Linked DNA regions of Mus musculus: region 1 is linked to region 2. The links are chromatin contacts, called in public promoter capture Hi-C maps. All regions are on one chromosome and are shown on one strand. Each heading gives the region's core, a stretch centred on a gene start, on an enhancer-like site or on the middle of the called end of the contact. The rest is flanking DNA. Distances are from core to core; before and after follow the strand shown.

The links. Promoter capture Hi-C pulls out the DNA fragments that hold promoters and counts their contacts.
Region 1: a contact with region 2 is called in a promoter capture Hi-C map of cranial neural crest, with 2.8 times the contacts expected there. The contact joins the enhancer-like site here to the promoter of 8430423G03Rik in region 2. A contact is called at or near these places in 6 of 39 promoter capture datasets (the 3T3-L1 cell line, 3T3-L1-derived adipocytes, cranial neural crest and 3 more) and 2 of 115 datasets of contacts at active chromatin or transcription factors (SST interneurons and pancreatic cancer cells).

Annotation. Positions count from the first base shown.
Region 1 is chr5:149,484,561-149,490,619 of GRCm38.p6, forward strand. It overlaps Gm15997 (predicted gene 15997), which reads right to left. Exons shown (of 5, transcript NR_045423.1): 5 at 4,496-5,366. It also overlaps a transcript of Wdr95 not described here. Among named protein-coding and RNA genes, the nearest start is that of Wdr95, 41 kb to the right of the region's middle. Within about 2 kb of position 4,676, at least 90 of the 459 cell types and tissues checked have an H3K27ac peak or open chromatin away from gene starts, as enhancers often do. A contact at or near this core is called in SST interneurons, where this site is marked.
Region 2 is chr5:148,948,417-148,955,004 of GRCm38.p6, forward strand. It overlaps 8430423G03Rik (RIKEN cDNA 8430423G03 gene), which reads left to right and starts at 1,834. Exons shown (of 3, transcript NR_040686.1): 1 at 1,834-1,972; 2 at 2,244-2,417; 3 at 2,917-3,242. It overlaps LOC108169085 (a long non-coding RNA gene), which reads right to left and starts at 4,780. Exons shown (of 2, transcript XR_001785025.1): 1 at 4,545-4,780; 2 at 1-592. It overlaps Gm15411 (a long non-coding RNA gene), which reads right to left. Exons shown (of 5, transcript XR_868721.2): 5 at 5,325-6,588.

The sequences.
Region 1 (6,059 bases), core at 3,426-5,925, 540 kb after region 2:
AAGAAAACACACAGTTTTCTTCATGCACCATCGCTCTGGTCATTTAAAACTAAGGGCTGAGTGGACACGATTCCAATCAGTAAGGGGTGGGTCCCTGGAAGTCCTCGCCGCCTTCCACCATGAGCTGGAGACGAAGATCACGCTCTGCGTTGGGAAGATTAGAAACCTCACAGGATAGCAGGTAAGGAAAAGCTGCTTTTGTTTCTGTAGGGGAAAAAAATGATCACAAAGTTTTCTAGAATTCTTCTAGCTTGGGGTATAGGCCTGGATCTGGCTACTGTCAACACAAGCTGTGTAGGTAAGGTAATTGTTTGTGTTGTCAAGGAAGATGGAGGGACGTTTGTCCCATTGTCACTGTGACCAGCGCCCCCTCGGTCTGGCAAGAACAACCCACACAGCAAGGCTTCCAGCTCTGTGTGTTTAACTGGCTGTTGCTAGGGAGTTTTTCCTTATAATCAGACCTTCTGCCTTGATAACTTGTGTGTTTGTGTGTGTGTGTGTGTGTGTGTGTGTGTGTGTGTGTGTGTGTGTGAATTTGAGTCAATCCTGGAAATAAGAGAGCTTTTGATTAATGCAAAATTAAAGCTCTTTTAGAAGCATTAATTGGATAAAGAGAATACGATTAAAGAACTGTGCGGCTGTCCTGAACCCTACAGCTGCAGTGGCCGTGACATCAGGAGCTGCTTACTCAAGGCACAAAGTGTCTCCGTGCTTTCTATGTCAATGTCGAATCTTCTCCTGACCACAAGGATTCTGCTGCTCTCCCTCCTCCTCTCCCTCCTCCTCTCACATTGCCCCATCAGGAGTCTTTTCCACATTCACAGGAAAATTAATTCTAGAATATTCCCCAGTCTCCTCGGCCCAGCCTCTCACTTCCCAAGCGTAGATGATGAAATGCTTTCTAGAAAGTGTTTAAGCACCTGGGAGTGAGTGCCTGTAATTCTAACACCCCAGAGGCAGAGGCGAGAGGGTCTTGAGTCTGAAACTAGTTTGAGACATACAAGATCCTGTTTTCAAAAATTATGAAACTTCGAAATAGGAACTTGATCCATGTCTCCTGAGGTAACACATTCTCAGAGTGGGAGAAAAATGTTTGTTCTGTTACAACCATATTAGGTTAGCGACAAGACTATGTCGCTAGCAACAAGACTATGTTGCAACGATGTACCTAAAGCAACAAGCAATTGTTATTTCCCAAAATGAGATGAAATGAACCATTATGGCTGCATGTCACCTAATCTTGTGGAGCCACAAAAAACAGCTTTTGAGCCACCGTGCCTAAACATTTAGCAAAAGTGCTCATCCCCCAACAGCAACTTGGGCGTACGGAGCAAGACGGAGGCAGAGACATCTCCATCTGAATTCAGCGAAGAGATATGTACTGGCTGGTTTTGTGTGTCAACTTGACACAAGCTGGAGTTATCTCAGAGAAAGGAGTTTCATGTGAGGAAAAGCCTCCATGAGATCCAGCTGTAAGGCAGTTTCTCAATTAGTGATTAGGGGGTGGGGGGGGGGGAGACTGTGGGTGGGGCCATCCCTGGGTTGGTAGTCTTAGGTTCTATAAGAGAGCAGGCTGAGCAAGCCAGGGGAAACAAGCCAGTAAGTAACATCCCTCCATGGCCTCTGCATCAGCTCCTGCTTCCTGACCTGCTTGAGTTCCAGTCCTGACTTCCTTTGGTGATGAACAGCAATGTGGAAGTATAAGCTGAATAAACCCTTTCCTCCCCAATTTGAATCTTGGTCATGATGTTTTGTGCAGGAATAGAAACCCTGACTGAGACAAGATGTTTTCTCCTTTTTGTCTCAGACACAGCAGTCTTGCCCATAAGGCACTCTGTGGGTGTCCACTCAAATATGATTAGCCAAAGCTCAGTCACATGATCAAGTCTAAAATGAGACCCAAACAAGTAAGTATAGTTGTAGATGACCCTTGACTCTGGTTCTGAGCCTGGGAAGACACCGTTGCTCCCCTGAAGGGCAATGGCCCAATGCTGAAGCAGAAACTGAGTTTGTAAGCCAGAGAAGGCAGGGATGACACCGGGTGGGAAGGCAGACTCCTGTCTTTCCGATGCGGCTCTCTTGGTTTTCCCTCTTCTAGCTGCTCCGTGGTACTTTACCCATCTTCCTCTGCATACTGTTTAACTGCAGGGGTGCCTAAGGTTCAAACCAGGCCATCTTGCGCTTCTCCTCTCTGCAGTCTGCTTAGGAATGCTCATCTGGTGTTGGGTGGCATTTCCTTCCACATTTATCTCTTCAGCTCTACCCCCTCCTAAGACCTCCTTATTTGGACATCCCACTATCCACTTGACATCTCTACTTTCATACCTAGGCAACACCTCTGAAACAGCATATTGCAAGCATGGCTTCTATTACTATTTTACATGTCCTAAAACCGAGACTTCTTAGTGTTTTAATAAATAATAACTGTAGTGGTTTGAATGAGGCTGACATGCATAGATTCTGGCTTTTGAATACTTGATCCCTACTTTGGTGTCACTGTTTGGGGAGGCTTAGGAGGTGTGGCCATATGGGAGAAGGCATATCCCTGGAGGTAGGCTTTGAGGTTTCAAAACCTCCCACCATTTCCAGTTGGCTCTCTCTGGTTCATGTTTGAGGCCCAAGATGTGAACCCTCAGTGACTGCGCTAGCCACCATGCCTGTTGCTTACTGTCATGTCTCTCAGCCAGAACTATAAACCCCAAATAAGCTCTTCTTTCCATAAGTTGCCCTGGCCATGGTGTTTTATTACAGCAACAGAAATGTACAATAAGTTGGCTAAATGCTAAGTCCTGAGTTTTCCTTACATATCTAGCCTACCCTCTTTTGCCTTTGTTCAATGTGATATCCTCAGGGCCATGGTCTCTCTCTCTCTCTCTCTCTATATATATATATATATATATATATATAGATAGATAGATAGATAGATAGATAGATAGATATAGAGATAGAGATAGAGATAGAGATAGAGATAGAGATAGAGATAGAGATAGAGATAGAGATAGAGATAGAGATAGAGATAGATAGATAGATAGATAGATAGATATATTAGAAATTCCATAACATTTGTCAGAAATTGATTAAATGAACTTGTATCAGCCACACCTTGACTGAGGAGTGGAAAGATGAAGGGTAGAAAAGGCACACATTTAAGATGGTGGTATTCTGTAGACATGTCCACTCTAAGATAGATGGTATTTACAGTACCTTCTGAGGACTTAAAGCAATCCATTCTGCTCACAGCAGCATAATGTTCAACCATGGTGTCAGCTCAAGGAAGATCACTCCTTGGCTTCATCACCTCGTGGTCTAGAGGATCATGCCAGGAGCATGCACAGGACTGTTTCATGTAATATTTTAAAAAATTTAAATAGCTACTCTCTGGGCCTGGCGGTCTTGCTGCCTCCGTGGCTAACCCCATGTGGCATCTGCTCAACTTTCTATGGTCCGATTGCCACGGAACCTGCTCACATTCCCTGTCGTCTAACCACCACAACTGGCTGCTGCCAAACCGGCACGCAATCCCCAATTTCCGAGGCTAGCTGGAGGCACACTCTTGCAAACCCACACTCCTCTGTGGTTACCTTTCCCTGGAGCCAAAGGTTCCGTAACACTTCCCACCATCATCCTGTTGCAGATGGGACCTTTGGGGACAAACCATATTCAAACCCTAATATTAGACATATCATACCACTGATGACCCTAATATTAGACGGGTGGGGGACAGTGTTCATCAGCTACTGCCTGTCAGTAAGCATCCACAAAACTCTGGTTGCATTCAGCAGTGGGTATGTATCCTTAGCTTGGCAGGAGTAACTGACTGCTCTAGGCTGGGGAACTCTCCAAGTAGGAGCCTGGTGGCTCCTTTGGTGGGGATGGTGGCTGTCTGTCATGTGCTCATTTGCATTCCCACTGAAGGTACAGTGTTCTCACGGGCGTGGCAGAAGCACCCCGGGACAACTCTCAGAGTCCTTTAAAGTCTCCTCTCAGAATTGGCTCTCTGCCACTTTGTCAAATTAGTCAGAGTGAGCCAAGGCCACGGTCAAGGGCAATGCATGATGCCTTTCATGGAAGGACGCACGGAGTTACTGGCAAGGACCATGGACAGAGCAAAGGTGAAGGGACTAGGGCAACGATACCTCAGTCTGCCCAGGAATGTGCAGCATGCACAGAAGAGAAACCCCAGCAAGGAGGAGGCCTGGGCAGACCTGTAGTTCCCCCTTTCCACAGCTGCATCTCATTGTAGTCTAAACTACACCCTGCAGCCCTTTTAGAATAGGTTGCCCCCGATGCTGGCTCCATCCCACCCCGATCCATTTGTTATTTATTCAGTAATACAGGACAGCTCTCCAGGCGGGTCCTCTGGCTGTGGATTCCTCTGGTGTGGTTGTTATGGGAAACATTTCATTTCACATCTGCTGATGTGTTTTTCTGTCTCTCAAGTAAAACCACGAGGTAGAGAAGAAGAAGAAGAAAAAAAGGAAATTCATACTCTGTTGGGCTATAAAGGATAATGATTAATTTATTCCGAGCTATATACAAATCAGACTATCGTCTTTCAGACGGAATCAATAATACAATTTTAAGCCCACACACATTTACAAATGCTAGCACTCCAGAGCAGCTGGGTTGCCATGGGCAACCAGGGCATGCCAGCTCATGATCTGAAGCAAGCTGCTGTCTTCCAGCCTTGCAAGCACATTCGGCAGACAGGATTCTAGGGAGCCCAGGGCACCCGTGTTGGCTCTGATCTGGCCGCCGCACAAATGCACCCCTGTGATGATTTGGATTAGCTCGCGTCTGAATTGCTTAGCGCTCTTTAAGCTCCTGCTTGCACCAGCTTTCTTTGATATACTTTGTGTCTGCGTCTCTACGGACTAGGCATGCGCAGAGGGTGGCTAGGCAAGCCATGGGCTGTCAGAAGGCATTGAGAGCCGGTAGAGATGGCTCAGGTGCCCAGTGTAGCCTCAGACAGAGCTCAGCGAGACATGCTTGTTTCTAACTAGAAAACAGGGCCAGTGGACACCGTGCTATGGCTGATAGGCCTAAGCAAAACCTCTCCATAGGTCTCCTGATCTATCTTTTGTCTCTTAAGAAATGGAGGAATGGGATTACAAACTCCTTGCCTAGTTGGGCAGCGAAAGAGAAAACTTTTTTTCTAGTATATATTTATCAAGAAATAAACAAGCAAGATCTTTGCACTGTAGGTTAAGCAGGGGCATAGCCGATATCACTCTAAGTACAAATTCCTAAAGGGCTCCGTGCTTCACAAGAGAAGTCGACAAACCACCGCTGCCTCTGTTTCTCTAAGATGCAAGCCCTCTCTGGGAGAACCAGCCATCCAAGGTACCACTGGGGATCCGGTGACACTGTGGCAAAATGAACTGTAATTAGGATTGTCGTTTAAACATGTGGTCATTTATATCCAATTTTCACTCACTACAATAAAAACTATGAAATATATGTCAGATTCACTTTGTTATTGATTTATTTGATCACAATCCTTCCCTTTGCCCAGAATTTTGCCTTGACCCATCCTCACATCCTCATTATTTTCCGTCAGAACAGAAACGGTTTATGAGGACTTGGTTAGGGCCGACCCTCCCTCCCACCCTTCCCACAGTGCTTATGCTTCCTATCTTGGCCAAGGACAGTAGAAGCCCTGCCCCCACATCCCCAAAAGCATTTTCTGAATGTGAAGCGTTCTATCTACGGTTGTGGCTGTCCAGGCTGCCCAGAGGGTTGCACAAGCGAGGTTAGGTGGACCCCAGAGTTCTTCAGAGTCCCCTAAAGGAACTGTGTGGTGTCCACGCAGCATCCTGAAACCAGCAGCTATCCTGGGGGCGCCTATGCTGCTTCGAGCTCAGACATCGCCAGCAAGGCCTCAGCCTTCAGGGGAGCCCTGCCTTCCGAGTGTGGAGCCCCCTATCTGGCTGCTGCGGGAATGCCTCACTCGAGAAAGAATGCGGAGCCACTCGGTCAGCTCCCAAGAGCCCACGCACAGGAGGACGCCTCTGCATCACGCAGACCCGGCTCAGAGCCTGAGGGCTGAAAAGGTAAGA
Region 2 (6,588 bases), core at 584-3,083:
GGGAGCCGTTTTTAATGAAAAACTGAACAAACTCCCCTCAGCCCGAGTCTGGGGAGTGCATCCTTGAAAGAATAATTCCAATCAGAGATCCCATAGACAGAAAAAACAGTCAGGAGGTTTCATCTTCTTCTTCATAATATCAGAAGATAAAGATCCAAAAATAGACCTCCGGCTAACACACTCTCCTTTCTTCCAAACTCATTAGAAGGTGACATCTTCATTACACAGAGGACTCTCGCCACATCACCACCACTCAGGCATAAATCCTGAGATGGTCTCTGCGTCTCCTCCTCTGGCCTCTAATTACAGTTCGGCTGCTTCTTCTCTGGCTTCCCGTGTTGCTGTGAGTGAGCTGCAGTGTGTGTGGTGGGTAAGCCCTTTGAGCGAGCCCTGGCGGCCTGAACCTGGGTGGCATCCTGACCTTGGCGTGGATGTCAGCCCCATGCCTTGGTTTCCTGAGATGTAGGATGAGTGAGACAGTAACCCCAGCCTCTCCGAGCTGTTAGAATGAAAGCAATCAGAGGTGTCCCCTCCACAGCTGGAAGTCAGCAAGTGTCTGCTCTCCTTACCACCGCGCTGTTTCTTTTAGCACCTATAAAAATAACATGTTAAAGGAAAGGGTTTTTTTTTTAAAGTATATGTTTGGTCTAATAAAAGACTGTTTTCAGATTTGCAAATATATTTATGTGGAAAGACAGGTTCTTAGTTAAACATTCAAGATATCCATTTTTAAAAAATGTCCAACCCTAGAATCCAAATATTATTCCACAGCATCTTCCCGCACCTAAAGCAGTTTATATTTTGCTTGAGAGACTGGACATAGACCTGAAGAAACACTGGACAAAAATGCAAACCAAGCTTGGCATGCTAGCAAATTCGGTACCCAGGAGACTGAGGCAGGAAGATTTCAAAGTTGAGGGCAGCCTGAGATACACAAGGAGACCCTGTACAAACACACACATATGCAGGAATGCGCATGCCCGTTACTCAAGACACACGTCATGCCTGTAGACTATAAGAATTATAAAAACTACAAAGGAGAAAAATCTTGTATTCTAATCCACAGAGGCCCGAGAGTGGCGGTTACAGGTGGCTGTGAGCCACCATGCGAGTGCTGGGAACCAAACTTGGGGCCTCTACAAGAGCAGGAAGTGCTCCTAACCACTGAGCCATTTCTCCAGCCCCAAGGCTGAGCTTTTTATGAAATGCAATTCTGCTTGTAAAGTTACAGTCGTCGCATTTGACTGACGTGAGCGCAAGTCAACCGACCCAAGATACAAAAACACTGGCTCAGGATCTGGGGGATAGATAAACTGTAGATCAAACGTGTTTGATCCTCATGACTACAGAGACAAAATAATAAGTAACTTTTTAAAAACATATACAATGTTTCCTAGTTTTGTTCTCCAGGTGGCTGTGGCAGATCACTCCTGAGCCCCACCATTCGCCACTGTTTCTTTTTAGTTCAATCTAAATGGTTCCCCCGCAGGCAGGGCTTGCCCCATGGTAGGGTGCTGCCTCCCCGTAGCTTCAGGCCCATCACACAGTTTCTTGGCTGGCTGAACTGTTGGAAGTACTAAAGAAAGCAACAAATTGAAGAAGAAGCGAGCCTTGTTCTAAGTTGAGAACCCCAAACATAACACATAGAAATCACTACAAAACACGACAGCTGTAAGTGGTTGGGGAAAATCGACTCCTCAAGCAACCAGGCTAAGAGGCAGCGAACGGACTCCCTCCAACTGAAGTGAAATACCACACTGATTACTTCCTTACGATTCGCCATCCATCCTGGGCTTCCTGTTGTAAAAAGCCCCGCCACCCTCCTCAGTGAGCAATAGACCACACATTCCACAGCCACGACGTTTATTTCCTCTCGGTTACATGCTACCCTGTGGGACGACCAGTTACATTCTCTGGCCAAAAAGAAGAGGGGAGCCACGGGACATCCCCCAGCTGTCACGACTCAGAAAAGGTTTGCTTTTTCTCGCCTTCACCAGGGACAGAGGAGGACTCAATGGCGTGGGCTCTTTCCTCCATAACTCTCAAGTTTGGCAAGATCAGGGATCCAATATAGGCTGGTACTGATCCCTCCGTTCTTGCTTTCTATCAGAACACCGGTTTCATTCAGCAGGGGCGACGCTCCTGCTCGCACATGACCATTGTAGCTAAGAGAGGCCATGTGTCCCGATGCCGGCCAGTCCGGTCTGTAGATTTCTAGGCCCCGTTTTGTCTTTCTGTTTCAGGGAGTTCTCTTTCCTTATTTCCTCTTACTGTGTGGACTGAGGAGTTGGCTGTGGAACAGAGCAAGGAGCCCAAGGACCAGGAGGAGATAAGACCGTCAATAAAAAGCTTCCTGATGAACACCACGCCAAGGAAGAAAGATGCCTTCCAAGATCACTGGGGTCTCCAGGGCCCAGGTTTTGACCCTAAAAAAATTCCTGTAACAATTTTATGCCATGAAACTTTATTTTGTAAATGCATTTTTTTCCCCTCAATTACTTTGAGAGTCAGTTTAATGCGTTACATTGTGGCATTTTTGGTAATTTTGTGTAATTAATTATACTTTGTCTTCCTTCTCACTACTCTGCCCCATCTGACCCTGCTTACTGGCCTTTTCCTGGTCCCCTACTCCCCTCAAGTCCTCTCTCCTTTCATGTCCCTGAATTGTGTTATTTACACACACACATGCGTGCACACACACACATACACACATACACGTGCACTCGTACAATCTTGGCTTGGTCACTTGTTCCCCAGTTGGCCCACTGTTTAGTTTAGGCAAGAATTGTCAAGGAGATTTAAATGCCCTGGCCACATTGGGATGTGTGTGGTCTGGCAACATCCTCCCTCGACCACCCCCAATTGACACCTTTCTCCTCTCCAGATTCTGTGATTGTTCTTGTCTTCCATCTGCAGCCTTAGGTGAAACAGCCCGACCACCATGGATCTGACCAGCCCTCTGAGGAAAGAGATAGCCCTCCCATCTCCAGACTGAGGCCTACAGGGCTCCTCAGGACAGCCACTACCAGCACCATGGTGAAAACATAGAGGAGAAGCCCAGAAAGACTGAATTCTGAAACAGGCGAAGGGGCGAAGGGACTCATGGGAATTTTTTTTTTTTTTTTTTTTTGATTCTCTAAACCACCTAGTGTCTACCGCAGCCACCCACAACTGCCATTGGAGTGGGAAGGCAGCTACAAATAGTATCAACTGGGACAGAAATAAATGAACAGTCGACTGGTTCCAACGGACTCTATTAATGGACACTTTTTTTTTAGGTGTCATTTACTAGCATTCTTCTTTTGACTTTTTTTTTTTTAACACTTAAGAAAGGTAAATCTATTTTTAGCTCATGGGGCTAAACAGAAACAGAGGCCACAAGGCCAGACTTGCCCCTGTGACAGAAGTGCCAAGCCTTGGTCTTGGAGAGCCACTCACAGACACTGGAAAGGGGCTGAGGGAGGTGAGACCACACAGCCTTTCTGGAGGCTGACAGGCACTCGTGTGTTTGAATACACTTGGCCCATGGGAAGGGGCACTATTAGGAGACATGGCCTTGTTGGCGTAGAAATGGCCTTGTTAGAGGAAGTATGTCACTATGTAGGAGGACTTTGAGGTCTCCTAGTGCTCCACCCAGTGCAGAAGAGAGCCTCGTCCTGGCTGCCTTTGGATCAAGGTGTAGGACTCTCAGCACCAAGTCGGCCTGCACTAGCTCTGCCTTCCACCATGATGATAATAAACTAAACCTCTGAAACTATAAGCCAGCCCCACTAAAGTGAGTTGCCTTGGTCGTGGTGTCTCTTCACAGCAATAAAACCCTAAGACATGAGAGCAAACTGGGCCCGCATCCTTACTGGAAGCTGCCAAATAGAGGGTGATTCTCACAATCGCAGAACCTATAACAAGAAGAGGAATCGTTTCCACTCTGAAAGCAAACAACAGGAGCTCTTTCAGGTCTAAGGATGGGCCACAGTAGTGAAGTGTTAATCTCATACACAAGCTCTAGATTTGATCCCTACCAACACAAGTTGTTTAAATGTTTTGTTTGAGAACTGGGTGTAGAGATATCAGATCCAGAACATAATGTACAAAATATTCAGTCTGGGAGCTGGGGAGATGGCTCAGTGGCTAAGAGCACATGTTGCTCTTGCAGAGGACCTAGGTTCAGCTCCAAGCACCAATACGATGTCTCACGACTCTAACTCCAGTTCCAGGGAATCTATCGCCCTCTTCTGGCCGCTGTGGGCACTGCATGCATATGGTGTTTAGACACACATGAGGTAAAACACATAAAAGAATAAAAATAATTAATTTTTTGGGGGGGGTGGTTTCGAGACAGGGTTTCTCTGTGTAGCCCTGGCTGTCCTGGAACTCACTTTGTAGACCAGGCTGGCCTCGAACTCAGAAATCTGCCTCCTGATTTTTTTTTTTTTTTTACTCCTGGGCCCTGGCTTCAATAATTGGTCTTATATTTTTAAAATTATGCTAGTGTTAGTATAATACTAAGAAAAATACGTTTTTCCCATTTCACTTCAGTCTCTGACCTGATGGACTGAGGAGGCTGCAGAATGTCTGTCCCAGGATCCTTAAGCTGTGGTCAACAGGCATCCACTCTGGAGGTCTGAGGTGCACCCAGCTCTCCTTAAGAGGCTCACTAGACCTTTCCTCCTCCCCCTCCATCCTTCCAGGGTAGAAGGGACAGATATGGAGGAGGGGTGGGGAGAGCAGAAGAACAACTCTCTTTTCCTCCTCTCCAGCAACAGACACGATTGAGATTAACCCCCCCCCCCCCAATTGCCGTGCAATCCCAGACACCCAGCCAAAGACATCCCCTTTGGCATGGCCTCTGCCTGCATAAGAGCAGTGCAGAGTCACAAGTCATGCTGGAGTGACTCCAGGCACTGGGGCGGCTGTGACCACACAGGGATGTTGGAAGAGGGAAAAGGTCATCCTAATGGGACAAGGAGTGTCTGGGAAAGGGCAAACATGGCGCTGGGCTTTTCCCTACACCCTGGCTGGGCTGACATGGGAAGGAGACACAGGTGGACTTCCAGTCACAGATCTCTCTCCGTTTTTTGCTCCACTTTATGCATCGTTGGCAAATTTGGCTGCAGACTTCAGCGCAGCTTACTCTGTCTTCTGAGATTTAGTTTCTACTTTAAACAGGCCACAAGCCAGGATGTGGTGATGCACGCGCAGGAGGCAGAGGCAGATCTCTGAGTTCGAGACCAGCCTAAACTACAGAGTGAGTTTAAGGACAGCCAGGGCTACATAGAGAAACCTTGCCTTAAAAAAAAACAAAACAACAACAACATTACATAGTGTATTTTTAAAATCATTTTATTTTGCACGTGTGGGTGCCTGCATGCATGCAGATATAACATTTAAGTGACTGGGGTCTGTGGAGACCAGAAGAGGGCATCAGAGCCCCTGGAACTAGAGTTACAGGTAGCTGTGGGCTGTCAGGTAAGTGTTGGGAACTGAACCTACGTCCTCTGCAAGAGCAGCCAGTGCTCTTAACCACTGAGCCATCTCTCTAATCCCATAGCTGATTTTTAGAAAACAAACAAACAAACACTTTTAAGGTCTATTTATTTATTTAAAATTATTTTATGTGTATGGATGTCTTCTCTGATTGTATATCTGTGTAGCAAGTATGTGCCTGGTCTACCCAGAGGCCAGAAGAGTGTGTTGGCTCCCTAGGGACTGGAGTTACAGATGGTTGTGAGCCACTAAGTGGGTGCTGGGAACTGAACCCAGGTCCTCAGGAAGAATGGCCAGTGCTCTTAATCACTGAGCCATCTCTCCAGCCCCATAACTGGACCTGGATAGACCCAGCACTTGGAGGGGCTGCTGAGGCAGGAGGATTACAAGTTTAAGACAAGCCTAGCCATGTGGTGAGACTCTCTCTCTCTCTCCCCTCACACACACACACACACACACACAAAAGCAGGGAGTAGAGGAGAGAATTTTCTATTTTTAAGAAAGAGTGCCTTCCGTGATATTTATCCTTCCTACAGCATAAAGCAGTTTGCAGTCCTGTGGTACACTTTGTGCCCTGTCACTGTCAGACAGTGACTCAGCAGAGCAGCTCAGGCCACGGTCTGCAGGCTGAGCAGAGTCTCTGGCTCCTGCTTCCGTCTGCCAAGCATGGACAGAACCACAAGGCGAGAGGTTGCTCTTCATCCCCACTGACCGGAACAAGATTTCTACGCATTTCTTTTTATGCAGGATTTCTTTTCTTCTTTTTACGGTACTGGGAATTATGAAGCAAATGAAGAAAAGACATCAATTTTCATCGCCATCACCTGGTCCCCGCCCCCAACAACCACACAAGTCGGCTTGATCCAGGGCTGTCTCCAGTTCTACAGACTATGAACTGTAGGAAGCTCAACCTCCTGCGGGCTTATGCTAAAGAGTGAAATGGAGTTTGGCTTCCAGCCTAGCTCCTTCGGCCTCCAGGCCTTGCTGGAGCCACTGTTCCACGAGGCCTGGCTTAAGCCTCGAGTTCAGCGCAGCCAAGTACTCTGCACGCACGCTGTCCCTCACCCGCTGCCTGCTCCCACGAAGCCTTCCCACTTCTCAGAA